Regions from separate parts of the Mus musculus genome. Here all the other regions are linked to region 3. Evidence: chromatin contacts called from public HiChIP or PLAC-seq data. All regions are on one chromosome and are shown on one strand. The core of a region is the stretch at or near the end of the contact, and the rest is flanking DNA. Distances in the headings are between cores, read along the strand shown.

What was found. HiChIP or PLAC-seq counts read pairs in DNA pulled down with a chosen protein or histone mark.
Region 1: a contact with region 3 is called in an H3K27ac HiChIP or PLAC-seq map of embryonic stem cells, with 3 times the contacts expected there. The contact joins the enhancer-like site here to the promoter of Dpysl2 in region 3. A contact is called at or near these places in 5 of 39 promoter capture datasets (the C10 cell line, liver, maxillary cranial neural crest and 1 more), 3 of 115 datasets of contacts at active chromatin or transcription factors (astrocytes and embryonic stem cells) and 2 of 9 other capture datasets (embryonic stem cells and macrophages).
Region 2: an H3K4me3 HiChIP or PLAC-seq map of embryonic stem cells shows a contact between it and region 3, with 6 times the contacts expected there. The contact joins the enhancer-like site here to the promoter of Dpysl2 in region 3. A contact is called at or near these places in 2 of 39 promoter capture datasets (embryonic stem cells and hippocampal neurons), 3 of 484 Hi-C or Micro-C datasets (bone marrow-derived macrophages and embryonic stem cells), 6 of 115 datasets of contacts at active chromatin or transcription factors (embryonic basal ganglia, embryonic forebrain, embryonic stem cells and 2 more) and 2 of 9 other capture datasets (adipose tissue and embryonic stem cells).

What each region holds. Positions count from the first base shown.
Region 1 is chr14:66,322,228-66,326,570 of GRCm38.p6, reverse strand. No RefSeq gene overlaps it. Among named protein-coding and RNA genes, the nearest start is that of Gm41183, 19 kb to the left of the region's middle. Within about 2 kb of position 1,415, at least 182 of the 459 cell types and tissues checked have an H3K27ac peak or open chromatin away from gene starts, as enhancers often do. A contact at or near this core is called in astrocytes, embryonic stem cells and stem cell-derived epiblast-like cells, where this site is marked.
Region 2 is chr14:66,376,401-66,380,645 of GRCm38.p6, reverse strand. No RefSeq gene overlaps it. Among named protein-coding and RNA genes, the nearest start is that of Stmn4, 34 kb to the right of the region's middle. Within about 2 kb of position 1,380, at least 57 of the 459 cell types and tissues checked have an H3K27ac peak or open chromatin away from gene starts, as enhancers often do. A contact at or near this core is called in bone marrow-derived macrophages, embryonic basal ganglia and embryonic stem cells, where this site is marked.
Region 3 is chr14:66,909,274-66,913,567 of GRCm38.p6, reverse strand. Dpysl2 (dihydropyrimidinase-like 2) reads left to right here and starts at 2,527. Exons shown (of 14, transcript NM_001378767.1): 1 at 2,527-3,126. The coding sequence starts at 2,785. It overlaps Pnma2 (paraneoplastic antigen MA2), which reads right to left and starts at 2,360. Exons shown (of 3, transcript NM_175498.4): 1 at 2,275-2,360.

The sequences.
Region 1 (4,343 bases), core at 166-2,665, 590 kb after region 3:
ACTAATTGGATTGACTAATAATCATGTAAGATATTTTAAAAGTGGGGGGGGAGGAACTGTGTGAAGGGGGACTGGGAAGAGAGGGCAGTGATCGGGATGTAAAGTGAAAAAAAAAAAAAAAAGATATTTTAAAAGTGGCCACAGACTTAACAGCAAGGTCGGCTGTGATCTTGCAAGGGAATATGCTATACATACAGTGTGACACAAAGAAAAAAGGAGACACATTTAGGTGCCCTAATGACACAGGGCGCCGAGGCATCCTGACTGGTACCAAAGCAGGCAAAGGGCAAAGAGAATTCAGGGAATCGCTAGGAGACTGACCGAGGCTCACAACAGCCAAAATCCTGGGAATTACGGAAAGGAAGAGCTAAAACTTACACATGGGCTCTCATCATACCCGAGATGATCAAAGATAATCTCAAATTTGATTACCATGTGGAGAATCAGAGGTGCTCATGGATTGTAAGTTTCCAAAGCAGCCTGGTGACGTGCGCTTTCTTCCCTTTCCTGTTTGTTGTTCATGTTGTTTTGGTTTGTTTGCCCGGGATCAACCTTAGGACCTGCTTATGCTGGGCTACTGCTGGGTCCCCAGCTCATGGCAACAAGTATTTTCATCTATGACAAGTTTGTCTTCTAGAAATTGATCTTAAAGGAATTAAGGTCAGGCATCCTACAGTGTAATAAATCCACAACTGTGTTCATTTCAGCCTACTTTAAAACACTCATCCTAGTATATAAAAAAATAAAATAAAATAAATCATCACACATGTGGCTCAGTTCTTTGCAGCAAGTAACATTGACCGCGCACGTTTATACACTGGATGTGGTGTGTGAACCTACGGAATGCCCGTTTCGCATCAACTAACTACCAGGAATCTAAAGAATAAATGCAAAGGAGATTTCTCACAGTAAATGCAGAGTTAAGAGGCTGCCAGAAGCATGAGGCACCTCTGTAAGGCACCTCACACGTTTGCGTTTAAATACAGAAAAGAGCTTAACATATTTCACTGCAGGCTGGGAGTAGAGGCGCACTCTAGTAATCCCAGCTCTTGGAAAGGTGAGCTGCAAAGATTTTGAGTTCTAGGCTACAATGGGCTACACACAGCAAGGCCTTGTCTCAAAAACAAAACGAAACAAAACCAAAAACAAACACACACAAAGTAGAACAAAACGGTTAATAATATCCTAGATTATCCTTTCAACAATCTCCTGAATACAGTTATGTCTTAACACGCGCGCACGAGAACACGCGCGTGTGCACACACACACTCACACCCTAAATCCTTACAAAACCTTGGCACTCTACTAGACTCTGCAGGAAGAGTTAATTAACTCCTAATTAATTCCCTAGCCTGGGGAGGGGCACTGACTTCAGATTGGGTGATGATGACATCATGCTAGTAGCTGCAGCCAATAATGGCGTTCCTGCTCACTAAGCCCTGGTGAGGCCTCTGGGCCACTTGAGTAGCTGTGGCGTGGGCGGCTCTGTGGGGATGGACACCCACAACGTAGATCAGGTCGCTGTAACCTGTGTTGGGAGAGCTGATGGTGACCAGCGGCGGCCCCGCCCCTCTTCCAGCCTCGGGTTCTTGGATGGGGGTGGAAGGGTCTGCACCGTGCTTTTCTTCAGGTGCCCCCGCCCACCCGGGGTTGTTTCTTTTGTTTGCCCTCCTAGCCCCTCCTTTCTGGGCCTCTGCAATGGACCCGCCCCTCTAACTGGTGTCCAGGCTGTCCCCTCACAGCCTTAAAGCCCAGCTGTCTCAAGGCCACCTGCCACCATTTAACCTCCCAGTCCCGGGCTCTGGTGTTTAGTTCTGGTTATCTTTTTCTGGCCCAAGACATAGTGATTTCTCAACTAAGAGCATAATGGCCAAGGGCAGTAGGGGAAAAGGAGAAAGAGCAAAAACCATGCATAGACAACTCTTAAACAGAACCAGGGTATCCGGGTATGGTGATGCTGAGAGCCTCATCGATGGGTCTGCTAAATAATAGATAATTAAATTGAAAACGTCTGGATTGAAAAAGCAACAACAGATCCATTATAACAGTTTTGTCTCTTCCCTTCAATCCCAATTAATTTGGCAGCACACTTATTATTACTGAATATTTGCTACATTCAAATAACCATTTTCTCCTGACTTGAAATATTCTTAGTTTTTATTAAGTGGCCCCATATTCCAGTATAAGGAATAATTTAACTATTTCCCCTACTCTTGGATATTTAATTGGATTTTTTTCAACTTCCTTGTTTAAAATAGGAAATGAACAAGAACAGATCTTTTAGGGGGAAAATAGATCTTTTGGGGGAAAGGAAAAAAAGAATGGATCTTTTGTACACAGCTAAATGTTTCCTTTGATACAATCATAATAAGATGATCATTTCTCTAAAATATCTTGTTGACCTTTTCATGTTATTTCCAGTTAAATTAAAATCACCTTTTCGACTTCAAAGCGTCTGGGCATTTTAGCACCACATCTACTTGCTCTGAGATGTTGCTTTAAACGTTCCAGTAAGGCTTTGTTGTGGCTTTAGAATTTAATTTGGCGAGGCACGGTGGGGCTCACCTGTGATAGTAGCTCCTTGGGAGTTTTGCAGGAAGATCTGAAGTTCAGGCCAGCCTAGGAAATTTATGAAGACTCTGACCCAAAATAAAAATGGAAAGACAAGGGCTGAAGATATAGTTTGGGGAATATAGCCCTGCACGGTGTGCATGAGATCTTGAGAGAATTCGTTACTGTTTTGTTTCTGTGATGAAACACATGACCAACAGCAACTTACAGAAGACAGTTTTTGGAGCTTTTTTTGTTGTTGTTGTTTTTGTTTTTGATTTATGGTTCCAAAGGGAGTGGGTGAGCATTAGGTCTGGAAGACATGGCAGTAGGCAGGCCTCGTGGCAGGAGCAGGAAGCCTGTTGGCCATCTTTGTCCGAACACAGTTAGCAGAGGGAGAAAGCAGGAAGTTGGACAAGGCTATAAACCCTCAAAGCCTTCCTCCAGCAGGGCGAGAAAGCACCAGCTCCTGAAGTTTCATAAATTTCCCAAGCAGCAGCACCAACATGGCAGGGCTGTGTCATTCTTTACTCAAGCCACCATGATTGTTTTAATCCTCAGTAAACACACACACACACACTTTTAAAGAAATCTTGAGTAAAGATCCTGTTACTTTTAGTTGCTATTTTCAAATAATCTTATTCCCATTATATTTTCTGTTGGATATTGCTGACAGAAAAGGTGTTGACAGTTTTTAGAAAAAGCTGGTGGTGATGTCATCCTGTGAGCCAACAGGACACAGAAATCATCAGGGTCCCTGAAAATGGTGACAATCAATGTTAATGATGATGTGTAGCTGTGCTGTGAGACATAGTGGATTGCAGGAGCCTCCCTGTAACCAATGCTAACACCCAGTGAGAGCCGCGTGCCAACCAGGCAAGTGCACATGGCTATTTAAAGGAGAATGACGGAATCTCAGGCTGTCATCGGAATACTGCAAATGCATGATATGAACAAGTAAGATTTGACTCAGGGGAAAAGCACTGATATGTGAAGAGAGCCACTGGGCTCCCGTCCCCAGTCTTGAAGCAGTCCACTGACTTTAAGTGACTCAGAAGACTCTAAGTAACTACACCAGCAAACTTGTAATCGATGCCTGGACTTGCCTTGCATGTTTTGATGTTTTTAAATAAAAACTAGCTTTATATTTCATTCCATCCTTGTTAATTGTCTGAAATTATCAAGTATCTCATTTTCTTTTTCCTTGGGTCTGTATAGTGAGGAACTAGACTCCCTGCTGTTGCATTTTATAAAAAAGAAAGAGAAGCCAAGGATATGTTTGGTGGAGGCACGGTATGGTGTGGGGGAAGGGGGTGCCCCATGCATATGATGGTATAGTATAGAATAGAGCTTATTTAGGGCATGAGGAGGGGAGCTGATGGAGTAGTGGAGGCAGAGAAAGGCACACACACACACACACACACACACACACACAGAGAGAGAGAGAGAGACAGAGACAGAGACAGAGACAGAGACAGAGACAGACAGACAGACAGACAGACAGACAGACGGAGAGGGAGGGAGAGAGGGGGGGCATGAACACATGGAGAGAGAGCAGCAATGGGAGTGGGGAGAGAAGGGACAGAGGTGGAAGAAAGAAAGAGGAAGAGCGTGAGCAAGAGAGAGAGAGGAGAGGGCAAGCAGCCCCTTTTATAGTGAGTCGGAACTCCTGACTGTTGCCAGGTAACTGGGGGGGGGGGGGGGGGCGGGGCCTAGAAGAAATGCAAACACCTGCTACTGTGGTTCATCGATCTTTCATTTTGAAAAAGAAAATTAAAGCAATTGATTATAGT
Region 2 (4,245 bases), core at 131-2,630, 530 kb after region 3:
TTAAAGCCGTTAATTTGATCCACTAAGTATTTAAAAGAGCAGCTCATTGATTATCAGTGAAATCTAAGACAAACTGTCATGGGTAATGAAAAGATCCTAAGTAGACGGCAATTGCCAGCTTTTAAAATAACTGGAGGTTTGATCGAAAGGAACCCATGAGTGTAAAATTGACTGAAGGGGTTTTTAAAAAATATGAATAAATGCCAATACAAGTTCAGCCCACACAACAGAAGCGGGACAAGTTGGTAACGGAGTAAACGCTTGGAACAACAGCAGGCAGTGTTTATTGTCAATTTGACAGTCTAAAGTCACCTGGAAGATGGGCGTGCTATGGAGATTATCTTTATTGCATGGGGCAGGAAGACACGCCCACAGGGGGTGGGGCCATTCTCTGACTGAAATCTGAGACTGTAAGCAAGGAAGAAGTGTGCTGAGCAGTGGCACCTATGCCTTCGGTCCTTCCCCTCTGCTTTGGACTATGACTACTAATGTGACTATCAAACTCAAGTTCCGGCCTTCCAGACTTCCCTGCAGTGATAGGCCACGATCTGGAGGTGAGGGCTAAAACAGACCCTACTTCCTTAAACTGCTTTGCTGGGGTATTTTATCACAGCAACGGGAAAGGGAACTAACACAAATGGTAAATAGAACAGTGGCTGTTGTGGAAGACCGTAGGGGTTGGCCAGAGCCAGGGACCCTCCCCTTTTGACTAATTATGTACCTCCCATGGAAGAAACAAGCTGATCCTCTCCTCCTAGGTCTCCTCCTCCTCTTCTTCCTCCTCCTCTTCCTCTTCCTCCTCCTCCTCCTCTTCCTCTCCCTCCTCCTCCTCTTCCTCTTCCCTCTTCCTCTTCCTCCTCCTCCTCTTCCCTCTTCCTCTTCCTCTTCCTCCTCCTCCTCTTCCTCCTCCTTATTTCTTTTGAGGATAATTTGATTCTTGTACAAATATTGCTGCCTTTGTTTGACTTTGGATTTGGACAAACCTAGAGTCAAAAAATGTCCCCTTATTTATACTTTACAAGTTGTCCCATATGAGGCAAGGCACCTCCAGCCTTCATCTCTTCTTGGTAAAATGGGGCTGGTAAAACCCATCTAGTGGGCTTTAAGGCTTAAACTTAATCAAGGATTCAATAAATAGCAAAGTGACTGACAAGGAGCTGGACACTTGGTTACTGTTGCCTGTCTTTTAAATGTTCCTGCTCCTCTCATGGTCCCCTAGCAATAAAATCCAGTGGCCTTCCGGAGTGTAAAGAGGGGTAAGTCACAGGAAACGCCTTCAACATTTGGAGTGGGTCTAAAACATTATCAGCCTAGCCAAGAGTGTCAACTGGTGCATTCCTAAAGCTGTTGGCAGCCACTGCCCTAGTGGACTAGGGCAATTGTTCTTTCCACAGTTTGAGAGGACCAGACCTCCCTTTTCACAATGAAGTGCAGGGAGGGTGACTCCCCTCCCCCACCCGAGAGGCAGTATGTGTGAGCAAATTCTCAGTCCTTTTTTTTGTTGTTGTTTTTAAAAATCTCTTTTAATAAGTTCTGTTTTATGATCAATCACAAGTAGGTTATTCATGGGAGAGGAGGTGCCTCTCTGGGGAAAATACACTAGCAGAAGATTGAATTTAAAGCATCAGAAACGATGTGACAAGATGTAAAATAATACTATGCTAACCTACAAATGACTTATTAATGCTGTGGGCCATGTCTGGGGCGTGGCCTCATTTACCCAATAAAATTTATGGATGGATAAAGACATTAACAATGAATAATTTCAGTCTGTGGTATCCATGGATACATAGCTCAATTGGAAACCATTTCTTAGGAGTTCATAGGCAGCCATTAATAACCATTGAGTCTTGGCCACACAGCCTTTGACAGGCTAGCTTATCAGAGCTCCACGCCTTGCTGGAGAGACTTATGTGAGCGCAAGGCTACAAGGAAACCTACACTTAATGAATGTCTATTAACGTCTTGAGGAGAAGATGAGGAGTGATTAGCTGAGAGAGTTAATGAATTGTCTGTTTAAGTGGGTTTACGAGGCAAATGAGCGTGTGGAGGTGAAATAGGACATCCAAAGACGTTCTGGCTCAAGTACACTGTGAACCTCTAAAGCATGAGCATGCAATATTTCCCGAGCTTGTCAGATGAATGGAGCCTTTCTTCTCAGAGAATTTTAATGAAAACCACATTGAGAAATGTGGGGAATGGAGATAAAACATACAGAAAATGTAAACAAGTCAGATAAATATGGTGCACTTGTGTGCATGCATACAAATTGTGTGTGTGTGTGTGTGTGTGTGTGTGTGTGTTTCTCTCAACAGGATACTTTTATCCCATAAATAACAACAGCAGCAGAATAGCTTCCTAAGCAGGCTGCACCATACAGCATTTGCATGACCTCAGTTTGCCTGCCATTACCATCAAAGGAAGAAGCAATCCGATAGCTCATTGGCATCAGCTCTTGCAAAGCTATAAACATCCCAAGACCCCTCGTCACCATGGCAACCTTATCCCTAATTACCAACTGTAACAGCTATGGTTGCAGTCGCCTCTTTTGTGCAAATTTGTCCTGGAGAATTCTGGGCGGTTCCCGTAGTAGAAACAGTACGAACGCCACCTGCTGGTCATATTCCTGTACTGCGCTAGCTCCCTGTGATCTCTGGGGTCCAAAGTCAAAGCCAAGAAAATAAAGCAAGATGAACAATCATCAACTCCAGAAAAGGGGTTCAGGGAGTGGGGGAGGTTTGGGGGAACGAGGGGTCACGAGGGAAAGTGACTGTGTGTAATTTTTACAAAAATAAACTTCCGTTCTTATCTTAATAAAAGTAAGGGTCCTGGAAACAGTGACAAATCTTCAAAGCATGATAGAAAGCTGAGATGGGAACATAAAAATTTGAATGTGAAAACACATGTGTTTGATATTAAGAAATGTATTGGAGTCCGTGTGAACTCCTAGCAGAGACCTGCTTTAAGTGCATTAAATACTGTCAACTTGCTTTAAGATGGCAGTGTAGAAGCTGGGGAGACCCTCACCTGCAACCCCTGCACTTGAGAGGCTGAGACAGGGAGGAACTGGCATTGAAAGCCACCTGATGAGTGAGATGCAGATAAGCCTGTGAGATGTAGCAAGACCCTACTGCATAAACTTAAATGGCAAAATGTGTCTAGAAAACTGCTAAGTGTGATTATCAGATATGAAGATACACCAGACTGTCACAGACCAGCTTAGGGAAATTAAAAATCGGAGCCCTGGGGTGGTGGGGAGGAATGCCCATAAATTCCCCTGGATGCTTATTCGCTTAGGATAAAGTCCTATCATCTATCGAAAAATGATACTATTAACATATGTTCTCTTTATTTTGTTATTATTCTTTCTCCTGTTTCCTCTGTAGTAAAAACATTTCTGAATTTGTATTACACAATGGTTAAAATTGGTTTTTTCTATGTTGATTCCTATGCATGTCAGAATTCTGATGTGCAGCATTCTCTAATGTCAGTATTTCTGTGTTTCTTTCTTCCTCCTCTCAGCCCACATTGTGTCTTAGTTCTTGTTACCCTTGTCTTTGATTTGCTTCATGGCTTCTTGAATTTCCACCGCAGAATCTATTGACATTGGTTTTCTTTTCCTTTTATATGAAAATTACCATTTCTCTCAGAGTAGCCCACCTGCCTGTGCAACTAAGTGTAATGAGAGCCATTATTTGGTGCTTTGATCTTTTTTCACGATTCTTATTGGTTTGGGCGGGGGGGGGGGGGGTTGGGGTTTAGAGGGACAAGGTCTCAGTCTGTCCCCGTGGCTGACCTAGAACTTGTGAACCTCTGCCCCAGTCTTCTGGATGCTGAGATCACAAAGGCACATGGCTGCCTTAGGCTTCTGAGATCACATACACACACACACACACACACACACACACACACGGGGGGGGGGGGGAGTGGGGAGTTAGCAGGCCTCTGTGCAGGTTTTTCCCGTGTGTTTACACATCTTTGAACACAAATAGTTTCTGTGCCCCGAGGTGGAAAATTCTCCTTTAACCCTTTCAGTGCCCTAGAATGTCTGAAGAACCATCGGCTCCAAGACATACAACAGCGATGCGCTCCGCCACCCAGTGATGCACACAGCCTAGGTGACAGAAAGTGCAAGGGGAACACCCACAAGGAAAAAAGAACCCTAGAGTAACCCCAGAGGCAAATCCTCCTGATCCATCCACTGTGTGCCTCAGCAACATTTCCTCCCACAGATCCTGTGCTGGT
Region 3 (4,294 bases), core at 1,278-3,777:
TAAGCCAGGCGCCGTGGCACATACCCATTACCCCAGCACTTAAGTGGTGAAGGTAAGTGAGCCAGGAGTTTAACTCCCTTGGCTACATCGGGAGTTTGAGGTCAGCCTGGGCTTACAAACAGGACCTTGTCTCAGAAAGAGCAAAAACAAACACAAGCGACATGCTGGGTAGTGGTGGCGCATGCCTGTAATCCTAGCACTTGGGAAGCAGAGGCAGGCAGAACTCTGAGTTCCAGGCCAGCCTGGTCTACAGAGTATGTTCTAGGACAGCCAGAGCTGTCACACGGAGAAACCCTCTCTTGAAAAACCGAAACAAACAGAAAACGAACGAACAAACAAAAAAGACAAATACAAACAAATGAACAAAAAACACCAAATGTCCAGATTCACAGAAAAATTGTCATGCTGAAATCTGCTAGCCTTTGAGACCTTTAACCCAATGGTAACCATACCTACAAGGGTTGCTCTTCAATTAACTAAGGCCTCACACATCTGGAGGGATTGCTTAGTGGTGAAATGCACAGGTTTGGTTACTAGCACCCACAAGTTGGCTTACTCTGTAACTTCAATTCCAGGGGAATCTGGCACTTTTGTCTGGCCGCCAATGGCCCCAGGCCTGTACACAGTGCATGTACAAACATTCAAGCAAAACATCCATATACATAAATGAAGGTTAACCAAAAAAGATTTTAAGACTGTAAATGAAACACCCTTGATGTACAAAAGAACCACCAGGGAAATGCTTGGGTATGGAAGAATGCAAGGATTTTGTACTTTTCTCACTAAAGAGGCCTATAGGATAACCTGTTGAAGGAACCAGGCTCTTGGGGCAAAGGCCTGGACAACTAGACACATGACTTTAGGCGTAATGACTCATAAACTGGTGTCCTAACTTGGAAGGCAGGGAGGATGAAAGACCTCAGGGCTTTAGTGTGGCATTGACAATTCCAATGGACACTTTATAAGAAAATTCCAAGCATTTCTGGTGCTAAGGTCCATAGGCCCTCCTTTCGGCTCCTACAGGATTGTGTGTGTGTGCGCACAAATTATGACTCCATCAATCAAGCTATCTCGGGCAACTGGGGGCGTTGATATCTGCAAGCAATCGTTACCTAAGCAAAGGCTGACAATGGGACTGATTTCTTGGTCACAACGCCCTGTGAGAACACGCTGCAGTAAACTGCCTCTCCTAGACCAAACCCATCCATCTTAGTGAGCATGCTCAGATCTCGCTCCAGAACCCCTAAAGGATGGGCAACACTTTTGCAGCTTTCAGCCACTCTGGAAAAACAGGAGGGGCTTAAATGCAACCAAGCCAGGACCAGGAGGTGGGACTAAGCAAGGAAAAGCCTCGAACCTGGCGGTCGTGGCTGAACCGTGTGCACGCGCGCACACACTCCAAATCCCCACACTTTGGCTGCCCACAACTCACACAGCATGTAACCCTCCCCTGAACAGCAATCTACCTCTACCCTCCATGCAAACCGCTGCGGCCCTAGAGAAGGAACATCTGGCAAACTCCCGGGCCTCCTGCGCAGCGTGCAACAGGGGCGGGGAAGCTAGGCGGGGCGACTTGAAAGCAAGATGAGTGTGCTTCAGTCTGCTTAGTCCCCAACCATTTTCCGTTTTGGGTGTGTGTGTGTGTGTGTGTGTGTGTGTGTGTGTGTGTGTGTGTGTGTTTTGAGGGATTGGAGATATCAAATCCAGGACTCTTCTGAGCCTTTTCTGAGGCAATGGCTGATGTGCAGGGCATGGCCTTTTCAGATGATGTTACGGGTCCCCAGTTTCTATGCTGAAGCGCAATCCTCAGTCTGCATTCTTTACTATGCCCCCCCCCCCCCCCCCCGCACCGCAGGCTTGCTGCTTTCTCCCCCGGTCACCGCTTGCATTTGCTATGCTCCTCTGCTTTTTCGCCCCCGCCATGTTGTGAGCCCCACCTCCCAACCACAGGGGCTGCAAGCAGGGAGAACATTCTCCTTTCCTTCTGCTCCTTGCAGTGCGCGCCCTGGCGCCCAGGTCGTGGGTAAACTGAAGCATTGGTGCCGGATACTTGGTTATCCCGGAGTAGACTTTGCTGTTTCCAGGGTCACCCCTGCCCAGTTTCCAAGAGCCTTCAGGCTTGAACCTTGGCTCCCTCAACCCTCAGCTCTCACCCGAGGCCAGGGGAGCCCCAGGGCCACCTTAGCAATGCAGTGAGGCAGGTCGGGGAGAGGGGCTCTGGACTAGGGTCTGAGCCTTCGGGTCCTTGCCCGGCTATAGCTATCCGACACTCACCCTGGCGCCGAGAGAGGTCTGTCGGGCGGCTGCCGCGCGTCCATTAGCGGGTGGAGTGTCCGCTTTACTTCCGGGGCGCAGGCTCCGGGCGCCCCCCACCCCCTCGTACCCTCCCTTCTCCGTCTCCTCCTTCTGGGTCCTCTCCCTCCTTGTCCCCTCCCTCCTGATCCTGCGTTCCTCCTGCCCCGCCCCACTCCGCCCCGCCCCGCGTTGCCGGGAACTGGCATCCTCTGCCGCAGCGACCGCCCGCTCAGATCCAACTTTGCTCGGAGGTGGCGTGGCGGCGCCGGGGGGCGTGGGCAGGGAGGGAGAAAGCGGGGTCAGGAGGAGGGACCGCGAGGGGTGGGTCGCCGGTTCGCCAGCTCTCCATCCTTTCTGTGCACCTTGCGGTAGGCAGGGAGAGGCAGCCGCGGCGGCAGCAAGAGGCTAGTGCACACCCAGCTAGGGAGACTTAGGAAACCACGGACGGACGGACGAACAGACAGGACCTTCCCCAGCGCCCCCTGAGCCATGGCCGAGAGAAAGCAATCTGGAAAGGCAGCAGAGGACGAAGAGGTCCCTGCCTTTTTTAAAAACCTGGGCTCCGGCAGTCCCAAGCCGCGGCAGAAATTCTGCGGCATGTTCTGCCCTGTGGAAGGGTCCTCGGAGAACAAGACCATCGACTTCGACTCGCTTTCAGTGGGCCGGGGCTCGGGGCAAGTGGTGGCTCAGCAGCGCGATGTCGCCCACTTGGGCCCCGACCCGCACCGGCAGAGCCGGCGTGCCAGTGGGGAGCCATCTGTTGAATCGAGCCGGAAGGTGGAGATCCGGCGGGCCTCGGGCAAGGAAGCCCTGCAGAACATCTATGATCAGGTTGGTATGGGGGTGGAGGGTGGGATCGGAGCGCGGGGCTGCCCCCTGGCTTGTCGCGGAGGACCGAGCATCCCCGCGTGGCAGCCAGCACCAGCCAGCACGCGGCACCAAGAGCTCTGCCTCCCGCATCTGCACGCGCACCGCGCCCTGCCCACCCCTTCACCGCGCAGGGTGCGGCGAGGCACGGGTTCGCCAGTGGGCGTTTGAGCTCCCACAAAGGCTGCCCTAGCCTCCTTGTCCCTGGGAGGTGGGGAACCCGCGTCAGGGACCAGCTGATCCCCGGGCTGGAGGCGTCGAGTGGCGATTGGGGTGGACCACTGTGCTGTTCTTAAATCCTCCCGGGCGGCATCCGATTGCAGCTGCGGCTCAGAGCCCCACCCTTTTTTGATGCAGCTCAAAGAGAGCAGTGGAAGGCTGCAGTGAAGACTAGAGGATTCCCTTGGGGTCTGTAGGGACAAGGGCTTACATGGCTACTCAGTGTGGCAAGGTCCCCGCCTCTAGTGCGCTCAGCACCATGGTTCTGAGCTAGGAGGTCAGGACCACGGCCAGCGCCCGGAGCCTCTTACCATTGCCTGGACTGTGTTCAGCAGCCAGTGAAGAGTCCGGGAGGTTGTGATGTCACTGAGAAAAGCTAGATAGCCCATGTAGAGAACAAAGTTCTGCTAAGTGTCTCGGCAAGGGCTTCTCAGAGCGCTTCCCCAGCGCTGTAAGGGAAGCACTTTGGGAATGGGGAGAGACTACGCGAATTATATTCAAAGAACTAAAAAGGAAAGGAAAAATGAGGGTGGGAAGGGAGGACTCACATTTGAAGGCAAGACTCCCTGATTGTGTTAATGGTGAGACAAAGAAGGCTAGCTTGGCTATCCTTCGTCAAGGAAAATGTTTGACATGGTCCAGTAATCCCCAGCAGGGCACGTTTCAAGCCCAGGGGTCTTTTCACACACATTTCCCTCCATTTCAGGGTGACATTTATGCTCGTATAATATTTTTTCACAGCTTTAATGCCTCAACTGATCGTTTACACTGCACAGCGTCTTACGCTTGGTTGCTGCTTCTCTCCCATGCTCGCGGTGAAGATAAGAAACCAATCTATGAATGACTTTATATTGAATCCTGTGTGCCTTCCCTTCTAGGGCAAGAGGAAGGTTAGTCCTAAAGGCGCTTCCTT